4 separate regions of the Mus musculus genome follow, and regions 1, 3 and 4 are each linked to region 2. A link is a contact called in public HiChIP or PLAC-seq data. All regions are on one chromosome and are shown on one strand. Each heading gives the region's core, a stretch centred on a gene start, on an enhancer-like site or on the middle of the called end of the contact. The rest is flanking DNA. Distances are from core to core; before and after follow the strand shown.

Region 1 (3,467 bases), core at 182-2,681, 450 kb after region 2:
TGTAAGGAGGCATGAAGAGTGGAAACCTGTCCAATTAACAAGAATTAATGGGTGTTGCAGGGTATTTGATCACACTGTGAATCCCAAGATTGTGTGATTTATTGAAAAAAAAAAAACTGTTTCTAGTTTTAGTGTAACTCAGCCCTTATTGTATATCTTTAATCCCAAACAAAGAAGGTAAAGTTAGTTTGTAGATGGAAGCACCCATGTTTGAAAGTGACATCTAATTGAGTGGCAGACAAAATGATGAACCAGAGAAAGATTTGACAAAATAGACTAATCCCAACTCTCACAAGAGGGGGGAGGGGGAAGCTACTTGAAGAGTTTTACCTGGACAGTTATAGAGAGACAGATTGCAGAGAGAGAACAAGCTGTACACAGGTGAAGACAAAATGAGCTAGAGAATGAGAAGGAGCCAGAAGATTAGAACAGATTGCCAGAGTTAGTTTGAGGCCAAGCAGAGCAAAAAGTCAGAGGCCAAGAGAGAAGCCAGATTGAATCTCTCACCTTGTCAAGGAGTTTGAGCCAGAATAGTGGAGTTGAACCAGTCAGACAGTGTTCAGAAAGAACTAGAAGGGGTGAGCTTATTCAGCATTAAGTCTCAGAAGTTGAAAGCATTCTGGGCCTAGATAAGATTGTATGAAGGCTAAAAGCTTCCAGGTCTAGGCCTAAGTTAGCAGAGGCAGTAAGCCCCTGAAATGACAATTTAAAAAGGTGAATAAAAGTTACTTTCCAAACAGGGAAATGCCATCCCCCATCCCCCGAAGTCTAGAATAAAAGTAACAGCCTGAATATTTGTTCAAGAGAAATGACTAACTCAAAACAGTGAGTGGGGCTGGAGAGCTGGCTCAGAGGCTAAGGGTGCTTATTGCTCTTGCAGAGGACCTGGGCTGGGTTCCCAGCACCACAAAGTGATTCACAACTATCTGCAACTCCAGAGATTTCACCGCCTTGCCCTGGCTTTCTTGGTCAGTAGGCACACATGTGGTGCATAGATGTACATGTAGACAGATAAAGGCACATAAAATTCAAATAATAACATTAAAAGTCGGGTTTGTAGTGGGGTGTTTACCCTTTCTTTAGACTCTCTTCAGAGCTCCATGGGCCACACATTTGAAGCAGGCAGTGGAAAGATCAGTGATGAGGGACAATGGTCTCCATCCAGTCTGACTCTCTGATTTTATTGGACTTAGATAAGATGCTAATACAACAGTTTCTCTCTTCTGAACTTGGGAGGCTGCATGGTTTTCCTGGTTTGGAGAACTGCAACCGTGGCTCTGTAAGACCTGAAGAGCCTTATGTCCTGGATGTCCCACTCACAGAAACACAGAGACGGAGATCAATGCACTAAGCAAGAGATTTATTGATCTGGCATGCCACACTGTCCTGCAATCTGGGCAGAGTCAACCCCAATCTCCTAAGCACACACTTTTTATATAGTTTAAGGGTAGGACTTGATAACAATAAGAGTTGGTTTAAGCCCATTGTTGGCCAGGGCAGACTTTTTGATTTCCCCCCTTTAGAAATGGTAATTAGCCTCTCCCTTCCGGATTGGCAATTGTTTCGTGACCTTCCTTAAGCAATATTAATGGCCATGGGTGAGGTGAGGTCTTAGTCACCAGAAGGGGGAACTGAAACATTCTTGGTCATTATCTGCACCTACCTTAAAGTAGGAGCTTTCTTGCAAAGCTTGTTTTGTCATTGCAGGAAGGGAGTGTTAGTCACAACCTTCTAGCGGAAGTCCCCAGCATGCTATTCTAGCAAGGTCTTTCAGTGGTCATCTTATGTTCTCTAAGGTCACACATTCCCACAGCTCCTCCTCATCCCCACAGCTCAGTCCCGGGTTTGGCTCACGTTGAGTGTAGGATAAACAGCTGATTTATTTGTGTCCATGTCATTGAATAGTTTCCCCCATTGTCTGCCCAGCAGCTTACACACCAACAAGCAGGGATGATTCCTGCTAACAATGTGGACTCTGCCTTTGTCATGAAGAGCTGTCAGTTCTATGAGGAAATTTCTTAGGCTCTGTCGTCAGGAAATGTGATTTTAAGAATTGTTGACTTTATCTATAATATCTTGATCAATATAGATTTGGCTCACTTCCCTAGGTCTCTGAATCAATTTAACAATGAGATGGAGAGCTTTAAAAGGCCCCAAGTATTTTCTAAATAAAAGACCTAAAGACAACAATGAAGAAAGACTATTCCTTCTTTAAAATAGTTGACTGTGTTAGAATACTTTAGTAATTCTGAAACTATTCACTATTATTTATAAATATTTATTGAGTGTAGAGTCTGCTCCAGGCCTCATGTGGAATGCCAGGACTATATCAATGATTAAAGTAAGTGTGGTTGTCTTTCCTCTTGGGAAGAGCCTACGACCGACCGCAAGGACAGAGAAAGGAGAAAGGGTCACTAGGGTTGACTCCCTCAGCCACTCTGCATAAGCAGACACACACACCCAACTCACCACTCTGCATAAGCAGACACACACACCCAACTCAGAGGACTTGCCTCAGGCAGAGTACAGACCAAAAGAAATACAGCCAAGATGTAAGTCCGTGGAAAAGGGGTCGTTGAGGGCAGCAGAAGAGAGAAAGCATGGGAGTCGTTTCCTAAATAAGGCTGTCCCTGAGCTGAGAAGTCTCACTGAATAGAGAGTACGTACACTATTCATATGGAAAAGCACTCTAGAGATGGGCACACTCCAGAGCTTGCAGAATGTCCTCTGAACCTTCCTGAGCACCCTCAGTTCAAGAAGGAAAGCTAACCAGCCGGAAGTGTCTGGGTATGTTTAGTTTGTAAGACAAAGATGGCCGAAGGGAGTACTGAGCGTGCTCAGTGTGGCTCATAAATAAGGCCATTAGCAAGACTTGTAGACATTTAGAATCTTTCCCCAAAAAGGTTTAGCAGCAGGCGAAGGAAAGGTAGATTCATAGATGAAGCTCTTCTCTCCCCCACCCTCCCCTGCTGTCCCTGCTTCCTTCCCTCCCCTCCTGGTCTCTCCCCTTCGCTCCCCTATCTCTGGGCTGATCTAGCATCTTGCACACTCAAGCCATACTGGTGGACAGACTGCAGTAGCAGTGACCCAGCAGGCTTCCCAGCTCTTATGAGAGGCTGACATTTTCAAATAATTTTTCTGTGCCTGGCCCCTGTCTTTTTGGTCACTTGGTGACTGTCTCGTCCAAGAACCCTGGTACAGACCCTCTTACACCTTTTGTGGTCTCTTCACCTTCTTCGGTTTTCCAGGTGTTTTGTTCATTTTTTTATTTATTTAAGAAAAGTCTAAGGATACTTTTATCTTATTATATCATTTTAATTTTATTTTTAATTTAATTTAAGTTTTTAAAATTTTATTTGCTTTAGATAACTTATTCCTTTACTGTTAATTGCAGGGTGGCAGTTATTTGTGTGTGTGTGTGTGTGTGTGTGTGTGTGTACACGTCTGAAGATAACTTGTAGAAGTGA
Region 2 (3,233 bases), core at 439-2,938:
CTTGGTGTTATCAAAAGGTTAGAATATTTGGGTTAAAGCTTTATCATTATCAATTAGTTCTGAAATTATTTATTGCCATCTTGTAAATTGTGCAATATTGATACATAAATCTAATTGGTTAACTAGAAGCTTAAGAGTCTTGATTTTACCGGTTACTGGGTATCGTGTTATCAAATTTTGAGGATGGTTATTGGAATGTGGGACAAAGCGGTGGGACCCAGCTGGGACATAGTGTTGTGGTCCACCAGTGCTGGTACTAGAGTGGGAATGTGGCCCGACGGGGTCAGAGAGTTGGCAGGTTGAAAGAAGCAGGAGTGTGGAGAGTTGGCAGGTTCATTAAATATTTCCCATAACAGTGGGGTTTGTCCCAGGTCTGCTGGGGTGGGGAGGTTTTGGGACAGCTGAGTGGGGTGTGGCTCATGATCCAGATCATGGTGAGAGGGCATGACACCTGATGATGCGACCCAGGGAGATGAGAATTTGTGGTGTGGCTTCTAGCATCTTTAGTGGCTCAAGAAGTAGAGATCTCAGGCCAAAGGTAGGGGGTGTTAGACCAGGATTAGGACCCTTGGGGCCTGTCTTTGTTAGGATTTTACTGCTGTGAACAGATACCATGGCCAAGGCAATGTTTACAAGAACATTTAATTGGGGCTGGCTTATAGGTTCAGAGGTTCAGTCCAGTATCGTCAAGGAAGGAACATGGCAACATCCAGGCAGGCATGGTACAGGAGGAGCTGAGAGTTCTACATCTTCATCCGCTGGCCTCTTAAGAGAAGACTGACTGACTTCTAGGCAGCTAGGAAGTGGGCCTTAAAGCCACACCCACAGTGCCACACCCACTCCAAGGCCACACCTCCTAGAAGTGCCACTCCCTGGGCCAAGCAAATACAAACCATCACAGGGCCCATCTTTGATGACCCGCTTACACCAATCAGGAGCTGCCTCTTAAAGGTTTCACAATTCTGCCAAACAGCACTACCACTGCGAACAACTGTTCAAGCATTTGACCCTGTCCAGGACATTCCATACCATGCCACTAAGAGTAGAAAAGTGCTGGGTTGGGTACTGAGTCAGCCCCTCCTTAGATAACATCTACACCACAAACACACATTTATCCCAGCTTTCCTCTGAAATCCAGCCCATGTTCTGTGTCACTGAACGAGAATAATACATAGAGTGTGTCTTTAATCTGAAGTAGCACTTGGATTCCCGTATTACAATGGGCCCAAGACAGGAAGCCGTGTTCACAATGCTCCGTGGGGTTCCACAACAAATAAAAGCTGTTGTTTCAAATTAGAATTTATCAAGGCGTCCAAAGAGGCTGCAGGAATCCCCCAGCCAAGCTCTGGCTGGTGTGTGTTTTCGTTTGTGATCAAAGGCACAATGCTGAGCGCTGCTGAAAGAAAAAGCTCGCAACTAATAGCATAGAAGAGCAGCCGCAGTGAGGGTGGCATCTCTCTTGATTCTGTTAAGCCGGCTGCCAGGACCCACTGCGCATGCGTAGCAGACGATTGCTGTTTAATCCAAGTCCACACTGGAATGTGCTGACGTAAACCCACGGGGGACACCTTTCTGGAGGACTTGAGTCCCGGATGCTGTGGCTGCCCATTCTTCCTGGGGTTAGAGCCCCCTTATCGTAAGCCACACGCCTGCAGGAGCAAAGCAGGTGGTGTACCAGCGAGCCATACACAGAGGGGCGGGCTGGGGACAATACTGCGGGGGCTTCTAAACCTTCTGAAGAGTTCTTGCACAGTCTGTCGGTGTCAGAGCCACAGCAGCCTGCTGGGTGGTAGAGGAAGGCTGGGCTGGCAGATCTGGGGATGGAGGAAAACAGGCTGCCTCTTTGTCCTCCTGGCAGGCTTCCTGAGTTACAGGCATTGTGAACAACTCAAACCATCAGCCAGAGGTGACCGCTTGCTCGGTTAACTGGGAGAGCAGGCGGTGGGGAGGGGAGCGTGGTGCCTCTGGGGAGAGGACGGGGCTGTGACTTCACTCTAGGCATGCTGGGGATCCATTAGCAGTGGTCTGAACCTGAGGGATGATTTCACAGGTTCTGGATTCTAATTAGCAGCTCCATTCCAAAATCCCCCTTGAGTCTGTGTAACCGTTCCTCCACGTCCGGAATGCCTCCATTGGAAAGCTTTTAGGCTTTGGTGAATTGTTAAGCAGGACTTGTTTTTCCCCTCCTTTTTTTTTTTCCTCTGACTTCCATAGCTCACTATAGGAGGAAAGGATCATATCCTGGCATCTCTCAAAGCCCCGGGCAGCTCTGCCAGCCTCTGCTGAGTCATGGATGAGCAAGGACCAGGCTGATTCTATTTACGTGGTATTTGCATCCCTGTCCAGAAGCCTCTTGGGAGCCTATTCTCTCTGCTCATTGGGAATGCACGGTGCCCAGTTGATTCGTCTTGCTAGTCTTGATGGCATGCAGAGACTAAATGTATCCAGGCTCATGAATAAACTCCACAGCCCCAAAGGGCTCCTGTCTGGTTCCACTTTCCAGTGTGTAGCCCGAAGAGGCCAAGGTAACAGAGCTGAGGGGCGATTGCCCTGTCTCCTTGGAAATGATCTTTTGCTTCTAAAACCAAAGAGCAGGAAGGACGGACATCTGTGGAGACCTTCAGTAATTTATAGTGGGGGAGTGCAGATCTGGGCAGGCTGCTCTCCGAGGCACCACTGTGCTCAGCTGATCGAGGGTGGCAGCCTTGTGCTTCCTTCTCCTTTCTGCCAAGGTCTGGGTACAAAAAGTTGGAGCAGACAATGTGTGCAGAGCAAGATGACTCTGCTGCCCATGGGACACAGTGTGAACTTAGCATGAGGCTGGTGACACGGTCTCTCTGTGCACGTAGCAGGTCCCTTTGCCACCAGTGGAAAGGGGCTGGGTCAGGTGTCTGTAGGTCCTTGGTGTCTTACTCAAAGCATCGAAATTAGTAGATACAGGTTTGCACAAGTAGCAAGAGTGCTTTTTTTTTTTCACCAAAAGGCCAGAAAATGTGTGTTCAAGAATGAGAGTGGACATCATGAATGTCAGTACTCAAAGGCCCTGAGGGTTCCTTTCATGGAGATAGAGAGTGGGAATTCAGTTTCTAAGGATGTCCTTTGTGTGGTTCTCTATTTTAACTACATAGTTTAAGTTGTATATTCTTCTCTCTCGTCTCTTCTCATAACACATCTGATGTCAAACATATGCCAGGTTACATATAGGCCTACAATGGAAAATAGGGGATTCTCCC
Region 3 (3,542 bases), core at 67-2,566, 370 kb after region 2:
CAGACACACATCCGGGCAAGACTTTCACACACATAAAATAATCTAAAAAGCAAAACGTATGGTAGAAACAATAGGAAGCCAGTGGGGAGCCCCGTTCTTCCTGTCTGCTCCCAATGAAAGTGGGAAGAGTAGAGTGTGAGCTGAATGGATGGTCTGTCAGCACCGTTAAGGCAATTACTGGGGGGTGGGGGGGGGGAAACAAAGCATGAAAGAGAGAAGTTCCCACTGGCACCGAAAGGAATAGCTGTCTGTCTGTATAGAGTGAAGTGTTTCGTGATCTGACTGGAAGTACCATCTTTCTCAGGGCGTGTTCTTCCTTCAGCTAGCTGTGCCCATATGCACTGAGCTCCCCCAGGGAGCACCTTAACCTCCTGCACCCAGGAAGCTATGATGTCCCTGCATCATGCGCCCAACTCCAGACTTGCCTGAACTCTGATGCCGTGCCCACTCACTGAGAGACATGCCCACTTTTCGCCGGGGCACCTCGGGGAGCACTCTGCAGCACTGCCCCTTACAGGCTGCACATGGTCAGGGAAGAACAGGATGAAATAGTTTTGAAATAGTTAATGCATTAAAATGTGACTCTCGGGCTGCAGAGGTGAGCCGGTTGGTAAGAGTGTTTGCTGCACAAGCATGAGAGCCTGCGTTCAGATACAGCATCCTGTAAAGGGCTGGGACAGTGTGGCGTCAGCCATCATGAGAGATCATAACCCCAGGGCAGTGTGAGTGTGTGTGAGCGTGTGTAAGGGGCAGTGGCTGGAGATGGGAGGATGGCTACCAGCCTCGTTCTGCATTCGCCGAGAGACCCTGTCTTAAAGGGCTGAGGTGGAGGATGGTGGAACAGGGCACCTGATGTAGTTAGCTAGCTTCCTTGGGCTACACATATATGTGCATGCACACACGAACCACACTCACATAAAAAGTTAATGTCATTGTAGAAGTTAATTTGGAAGATTGGAGTGTGCGAAGATGAATTTGGTGGCCCAGGTCCAGTGGCACACGAGAAATTCAGAAAACATGGAGAAAAGACTGATTGAAGTCTCTGGAAATGTTTATGAAGTGTTGAAGCAGGGATAGCCTGATCTATGGCACAGCTCTAGTCCTGTCTTGAGGATGTGTGTGGCCACAGGAGCATTGCCTGACTGTTCTGTGCCTGATTCTTACAGATCCAGGGCTTCCTAAGAGATGAGGAACGCATTCCATCTGGGACAGGAAGGTGAAGGCTATGTGGAAACTGGTTCCTGTGACAGCTGTTATTCCTGGGCTCTCTCAACCTTTGCATTCCAGGAGCCTCCAGGACTGATCTGGGTTTTCCCGTGAGCGTGAGTCAGCGCCTGACTGTGGGATGGTCTTTTCCTGGCCGTTTCCTTAACTGCCCTCCCGCATTCTCCTGCTTCCTGGCAAGGATTCTGTGGGGGAATGGGAGAGATTTCCAGGAAGACTGTTAGTCACTACAGCCAAGTGTAGATCGTGGTGACAGCTGCTGTACCCAACAGCTGGGTTCTGTAGGAAGGAGGGGGCCCTAAGCAGGCAAGCAGGCAGGTGGATGGGGAGGAGACACGCTCAGTCGCCCCAGATGTAGAGGAAGGGTGTTGGGAAGCCTGGGTATGATGATGCTATGCATACCATTCCAGTAGACAACCTAAAACTCTCCATTGAACATTCTGTTGCCCACTTCTGGGCCTCTGGAGCTGCAATAGGCCAGCAGGCTATTCCTCCCACAGCTCAGCAGGGGAAGGGCAACAGATAGATGCACAGAGCTGGGCAGAGTGTTCACCATCACCGTGGAAATGCTGTGTCCAGTGGTTCCAACCCAAGTCATAACTCCAATTCCAGCACAGCCCTGATTAGTACAACATGAACGTTTCATGTGCAGAGTAACCGCAGGCTCTGTCCCCAGATCTCATTGTGTAGTGTGGAGTGAAGCCATCTCTTGTGGTAGGAAAACACAGCAAACACTCCATCACTGCGTTTCTGGTTTGGTTGCATGTGTCTCATTGGTCCTTACTGATCCCTCTTTGCTGTCTTTAATCCACTCTAAATTATCTTCTGGGGAGGAAACAACAGACATTGTGGTTAACAGGTGTAGGCTTAGATTTTTCAAAACCTACTTTAATAAGGGTTCTCAAATTCTTTGGGCCTGCTTCTAGCCGTCCAAAGGTAGGGGAGAAAAGATGATAAATAGGACAAGGGGATATGGACCTGTTTAGAAGTAGCTCTTTGGGGTGACTCCAATCTCTGTTGTTAGGATACCAGCAGTCCAGTTCAAAAGTGTCACCAAACACGAATCAGCAGCAGCAGTGGCAGGATCCAGCAGAAACTGCCAGGCCTCCACCTAAACAGCAAGAGACAACGGGATTGACCAGGACCAACTGGAATGCCAGGAGTTCTCTGCCGTGCCTCTCTCCACGACATGAAGATCAGTGAAGATGAGAGACCAATGAAGAGTTGTACAGCTGGCTCTGCAGGTGCCTTGTCACTGTCTGTTGAGTCCTATTTATATTCTCTCCAAACGTGACCTCTCATGGGCCTTGCCTCAGCAAAACACCACATGGGACTGCATCACATGACACAGTGAGACACATCCACTTCAGACAGCACTCCAGCCTCACTTATGCCTAAGAGACACAGCTAAGCATAAATTTAGGTCCTGTGTGCATACATGTCATGTGCACAGAGGTATACATGCGTGTGTGCATGCATATGTGTGTGCGTGTGTGTGTGTGTGTGCCTGTGTGTGTGTGTAGACTAGAAGACAACCTTGACTCCCATTCTTCTGTCACCATCCACCTTTTTAAAACATTTCATTTATTTTCCCATTTGTTTATTTTTATGTGTGTGTGTGCGCACACACACACACACACACACACACACACACACACACACATCATGGTGCTCCTGTAGAAGCCAAAGAGAAACATTATGGGATAATAAAGCAGGGGGAGATGTCATGCTTGCTTTAGAGCAACCCACATGGCTTTTAACATATCCTATCTTGTGAATATAATCCCAGGAGGCATGATCAAGGGCCTGAGGTAGCCGTGGCTAGCGGATCAGTACCAAATGATCCCAGCAGTAGTAAAGGATGAGACGCCGTGGCTGAGATTTACTCAAGCCCTTGGCCTTTTACAACTGGGTCATTGAGGATGAGATAAGTGGAAAGTTCTGTTCCAAACCAACATTCAAGTACCACAGTAAACCCGAACAAGTCCTACTAAGAGCTTGAGGGTAGCAGCCAACGAAGTCCGAGCAAAGGCAGACTATGACGAACCGATGATGTTGATGAATGAGTCGAGTAAACGGGGGCCTGATACTGCAAGAAGGAAGCTGCCCAATCCACTAAGGTTTGTGCTTCCACCGAGGCTGGAGGCTGGAACTGTGTGCCTCAAGGCCGATCACTACAGGGTCAGTATCTTCCAACTGAAGCCATCTGTATCTAGTTAAAAATAAAGCCCGGACTGCCAGAAAGCCAGTCCTGGCAGGTCAGAGGCTGGCGAGAGAGGCCTTGAGGGTGAGCTGGTTTGTTATTGGAAGTCATAGCT
Region 4 (3,162 bases), core at 335-2,834, 260 kb after region 2:
CACATGGACAATGCCCTCTGGAGGGCCTGGAGGAAAATCATCCTCTGGGCCCCACCCTAAACTTACTTACGAAATCAACACCAGAGGCAACAGGGAAGAGGATACAGGATGCTCTGTGCAGTGACCTTGGTAATGGATCTAGGGGCCAAGATGATGTTTGGAAATCACTAAACAGCTTCCACAGTTGAAGTGAGCAGGTGCCATAGAGCCAGGTACCTGAGGAACCCCAAGGATGTATTAATATCAACCAGATGCCAGCCAGGCCACTGACAAACTCAAGGAGCATGACAGACACTGGAGAGGACAAGTGGGAAGGATGGCTCAAATGCAGCCAGTGGAACCTAAGTGGAGCCCTCCACACAGCTGTACACCTGTCCTTACAGTGGCTGACATCCCAGGAACATATCCCAAGGCCTGGAAGGCCAGCCCTCTGCAAGTATCCCAGGGTTATATGGACAGCTTCTCGTCTACCACCTCCTACAATTAACACTAAAAACAACAACAACAACAACAACAACAACTTTATTTGACTAATCACCTAGAAGAAAGTTAGTTTGAGAATGATCTTCATTTAGTTGTGTGTTTGAAAAAGTCAGTCTCACGGCGTGAAGTCTAGTGCATTGCTTGGTACAGCATCTTAACTGAGAGATACCAAGGGGAAGAAGTGGCCAGTCTATCCCGTGGCCTCAGGAGAGCGTCAGGTTCTATAAGAGGCAGGCAGGCTTCAGTGATGGCAAGCAAGTCAGCCCTTCCATCCTGATGAGCAAACATATTCAGAGCGTAAAATCAGAAACTAACAAGATCCAACTGCCCGACTGCTCTTTCTCATCCTCTTTGATTCTGCAGAGACAGGGTCTCATAAAGACCAGGCTGGCTTTGAATGCACCTTGCAGCCAAGACTGATCATGAACCTGTCATCTTCCTGCTCCTACCTGCCAAGTGCTGGGATGTCAGACCTGACTTCTGTGGCACTGGGGATGGAATCCAGGGCCTCCTTCACGCTAGAGAAGCATGCTGCCAACTAAGCTAGTGACACCCCAGCCCAAGTGGTCTCTTAAAACAAACGTCAAATAATAAACAGTACTTGCTTTCTCAATTGGTCATCAGGCCAGGCCAATGGGATCCCTTCCTCTGAGAAAACAACTCAAGACACGAAAGACTCGGAAGGAGGAACCAGCTCCCTTGTTCACTTTCCCCAGCAGCACCACTAACTGTGCATATGTTAGCACATTTTTAAAAGAGGAGAAATAAAAAACTGCAACTTAACCAGTGTGTGTGAAACAGAGCTGGAGAAACTGCACAGAGTGCTCCACAGATACTGGAGAACTCCACATCCACCAGTGTGCTCCACAGACACCGGGAGTGCTCCACATACAACAGAGTGCTCCCCAGATTCCTGCCATAGCTGTACAGGACCAGCAGACCTCTGGGTCTCCAAGCACTTTCCAAGGAAGAAACAACTAAGTAAGAGCAGAGAAGATGTAGAAGAAGAGAGAATCGTGCCCTCCTGAGCAGTGAGGCAGGAAAGCCTGCTTGTAACTCAGCCTTGTCAGACAGAACACAGAGCCTAAAAAGGCTCAATAGCCTTTTTATAAACCTATTGTGTGGAGAAGTTCCTAAAAATAGTGCGGCTCCCAGGCAGGCAGATCACAGGAGTAATGGCTGCATGCTAAGCTTCTCACAATAGACAAAGGACAGGAAAGGAGGGTAGGCTGCAGCTCCCTCAGGCTGGCTGCCTTCCTCGCTGGACACTCCCACAGGCTCTGTGTGCTCAGAGGGTGAACCGCGTCAGCCCTCACACCCTCTCCATGAAGATGAGAGGGCAGCAGGTGACATAGGGAAGTCAAGCCAGGACCCATGAGTCACATAGTCGTGGCCACTAAAGAGAACTTTCTCACTCTTTGAAGGCAATACCTGCAATATGACGATTACCGTGGTTCTTGCTAATTTTCTCTTGTGCCAAAGCAGCTTCTCCACCTCCACTGCCTGTCACCCAGGAAAGTCTAGGAATACAGATGCTGGCAGCTCACCAGTGATTTGGCTCTCAAATACCAAATACAGGATTTTCAAGTTTCTTAGAGGCAAGATGGTAAAGTGTTTGCAGGCCTGGTGACCACAGTTGGATTCTGAACCTATGTTAAGATGGGAAGACAGAACTGACGGTACAAGTTGTCCTCTGACCGCCACACACGCACTGTGGCATGAGGTTTCCCCTCTCTGATACATAGATTTTATTATTACATTGATTGCTTCCAGTACAACGATGCTTTAAAAAGTGTCTTGACTGAGCAGCTAAGAGCTTAAGGCAGCACTGGCCACCTGACCAGCCCAGCAAAGCAGGCAACAAAATACTTGGGTCTCAGGCTTGCCAAGCGCTGACCATGCAAGCCTGAGGACTTACCTGAGTTTGAGCCCAAGAACCGGAGTAGAAAAGCCCAGCATGAGAGCTCGCAGCTGGAGAGACAGTGACAACATATATGGTCACGGCTGGGAGACAGTGATAACACACACACAGCTCAGAGGCAGTCACAGGTGGGCCTCTGGTTCATTGACCAACTAGTTTATTTCTAAGAGAGTTTATCACCAGGCTAGTCAATAGTCTGTCTTAAAACAAACAAACCAAAAGCAAAACCATAAAAATTAAAATTAAAATTAAAAAAACCCATGGTGTATGGCACCTCAAGAGTGTAAGCACCTGAGGGTGGCTCTGTCCTCCATGTGAGCATATATACATGTGTGACTGCACTTAGAAATGTATATATGCGCATGCACACACGCCAGTCTAGAGTAAGCCATTATTAGTGTCGAAGCCATCACAGTCTACACAACCAAAAGATAATAGCACCAACCTTGTGGAGTGCACGAAGGGATTGAACAGACTTCACTCTGAGAAGCAGGAAACACATAACAAACTGAAAACTGAAAATCCACATTTCAATAGTCCTACATCCCTGATACTAACTTAGCATTCACATTTTCTTTTTTCAACACAGAGGTTAACATCTTTGCCATGAATTCTTATTATGGAGACAGGGCACGTCCAAGATGGAGAGAAGTAACTTGTCTACAGTAAAGACGCTGCAGATGGCTCACCCCAAGCCCTGGAGGACATCCTCACCCTGTGACCGTCCTGGACAGGCTAATGAGGGTATTCTGTAGATG

Evidence for each region. HiChIP or PLAC-seq counts read pairs in DNA pulled down with a chosen protein or histone mark.
Region 1: a contact with region 2 is called in an H3K4me3 HiChIP or PLAC-seq map of bone marrow-derived macrophages, with 3 times the contacts expected there. The contact joins two enhancer-like sites. A contact is called at or near these places in 1 of 39 promoter capture datasets (pre-B cells), 1 of 484 Hi-C or Micro-C datasets (embryonic stem cells), 1 of 115 datasets of contacts at active chromatin or transcription factors (bone marrow-derived macrophages) and 1 of 9 other capture datasets (embryonic stem cells).
Region 3: a contact with region 2 is called in a CTCF HiChIP or PLAC-seq map of the NIH/3T3 cell line, with 6 read pairs. The contact joins two enhancer-like sites. A contact is called at or near these places in 1 of 15 datasets of contacts at CTCF or cohesin (the NIH/3T3 cell line), 1 of 484 Hi-C or Micro-C datasets (the N1E-115 cell line) and 1 of 115 datasets of contacts at active chromatin or transcription factors (the NIH/3T3 cell line).
Region 4: an H3K4me3 HiChIP or PLAC-seq map of bone marrow-derived macrophages shows a contact between it and region 2, with 2.8 times the contacts expected there. The contact joins two enhancer-like sites. A contact is called at or near these places in 3 of 115 datasets of contacts at active chromatin or transcription factors (VIP interneurons, bone marrow-derived macrophages and embryonic basal ganglia).

The regions. Positions count from the first base shown.
Region 1 is chr8:125,698,075-125,701,541 of GRCm38.p6, forward strand. No RefSeq gene overlaps it. Among named protein-coding and RNA genes, the nearest start is that of Gm39283, 14 kb to the left of the region's middle. Within about 2 kb of position 1,432, at least 15 of the 459 cell types and tissues checked have an H3K27ac peak or open chromatin away from gene starts, as enhancers often do. A contact at or near this core is called in bone marrow-derived macrophages, where this site is marked.
Region 2 is chr8:125,252,778-125,256,010 of GRCm38.p6, forward strand. The region is part of intron 12 of Disc1 (disrupted in schizophrenia 1); the gene reads left to right. Among named protein-coding and RNA genes, the nearest start is that of Gm30713, 130 kb to the right of the region's middle. Within about 2 kb of position 1,689, at least 249 of the 459 cell types and tissues checked have an H3K27ac peak or open chromatin away from gene starts, as enhancers often do. A contact at or near this core is called in the N1E-115 cell line, the NIH/3T3 cell line, VIP interneurons and 1 more, where this site is marked.
Region 3 is chr8:125,623,090-125,626,631 of GRCm38.p6, forward strand. No RefSeq gene overlaps it. Among named protein-coding and RNA genes, the nearest start is that of 4930567H12Rik, 40 kb to the left of the region's middle. Within about 2 kb of position 1,317, at least 47 of the 459 cell types and tissues checked have an H3K27ac peak or open chromatin away from gene starts, as enhancers often do. A contact at or near this core is called in the N1E-115 cell line and the NIH/3T3 cell line, where this site is marked.
Region 4 is chr8:125,512,412-125,515,573 of GRCm38.p6, forward strand. The region is part of intron 2 of Sipa1l2 (signal-induced proliferation-associated 1 like 2); the gene reads right to left. Among named protein-coding and RNA genes, the nearest start is that of 4930566D17Rik, 8.3 kb to the right of the region's middle. Within about 2 kb of position 1,585, at least 92 of the 459 cell types and tissues checked have an H3K27ac peak or open chromatin away from gene starts, as enhancers often do. A contact at or near this core is called in VIP interneurons and bone marrow-derived macrophages, where this site is marked.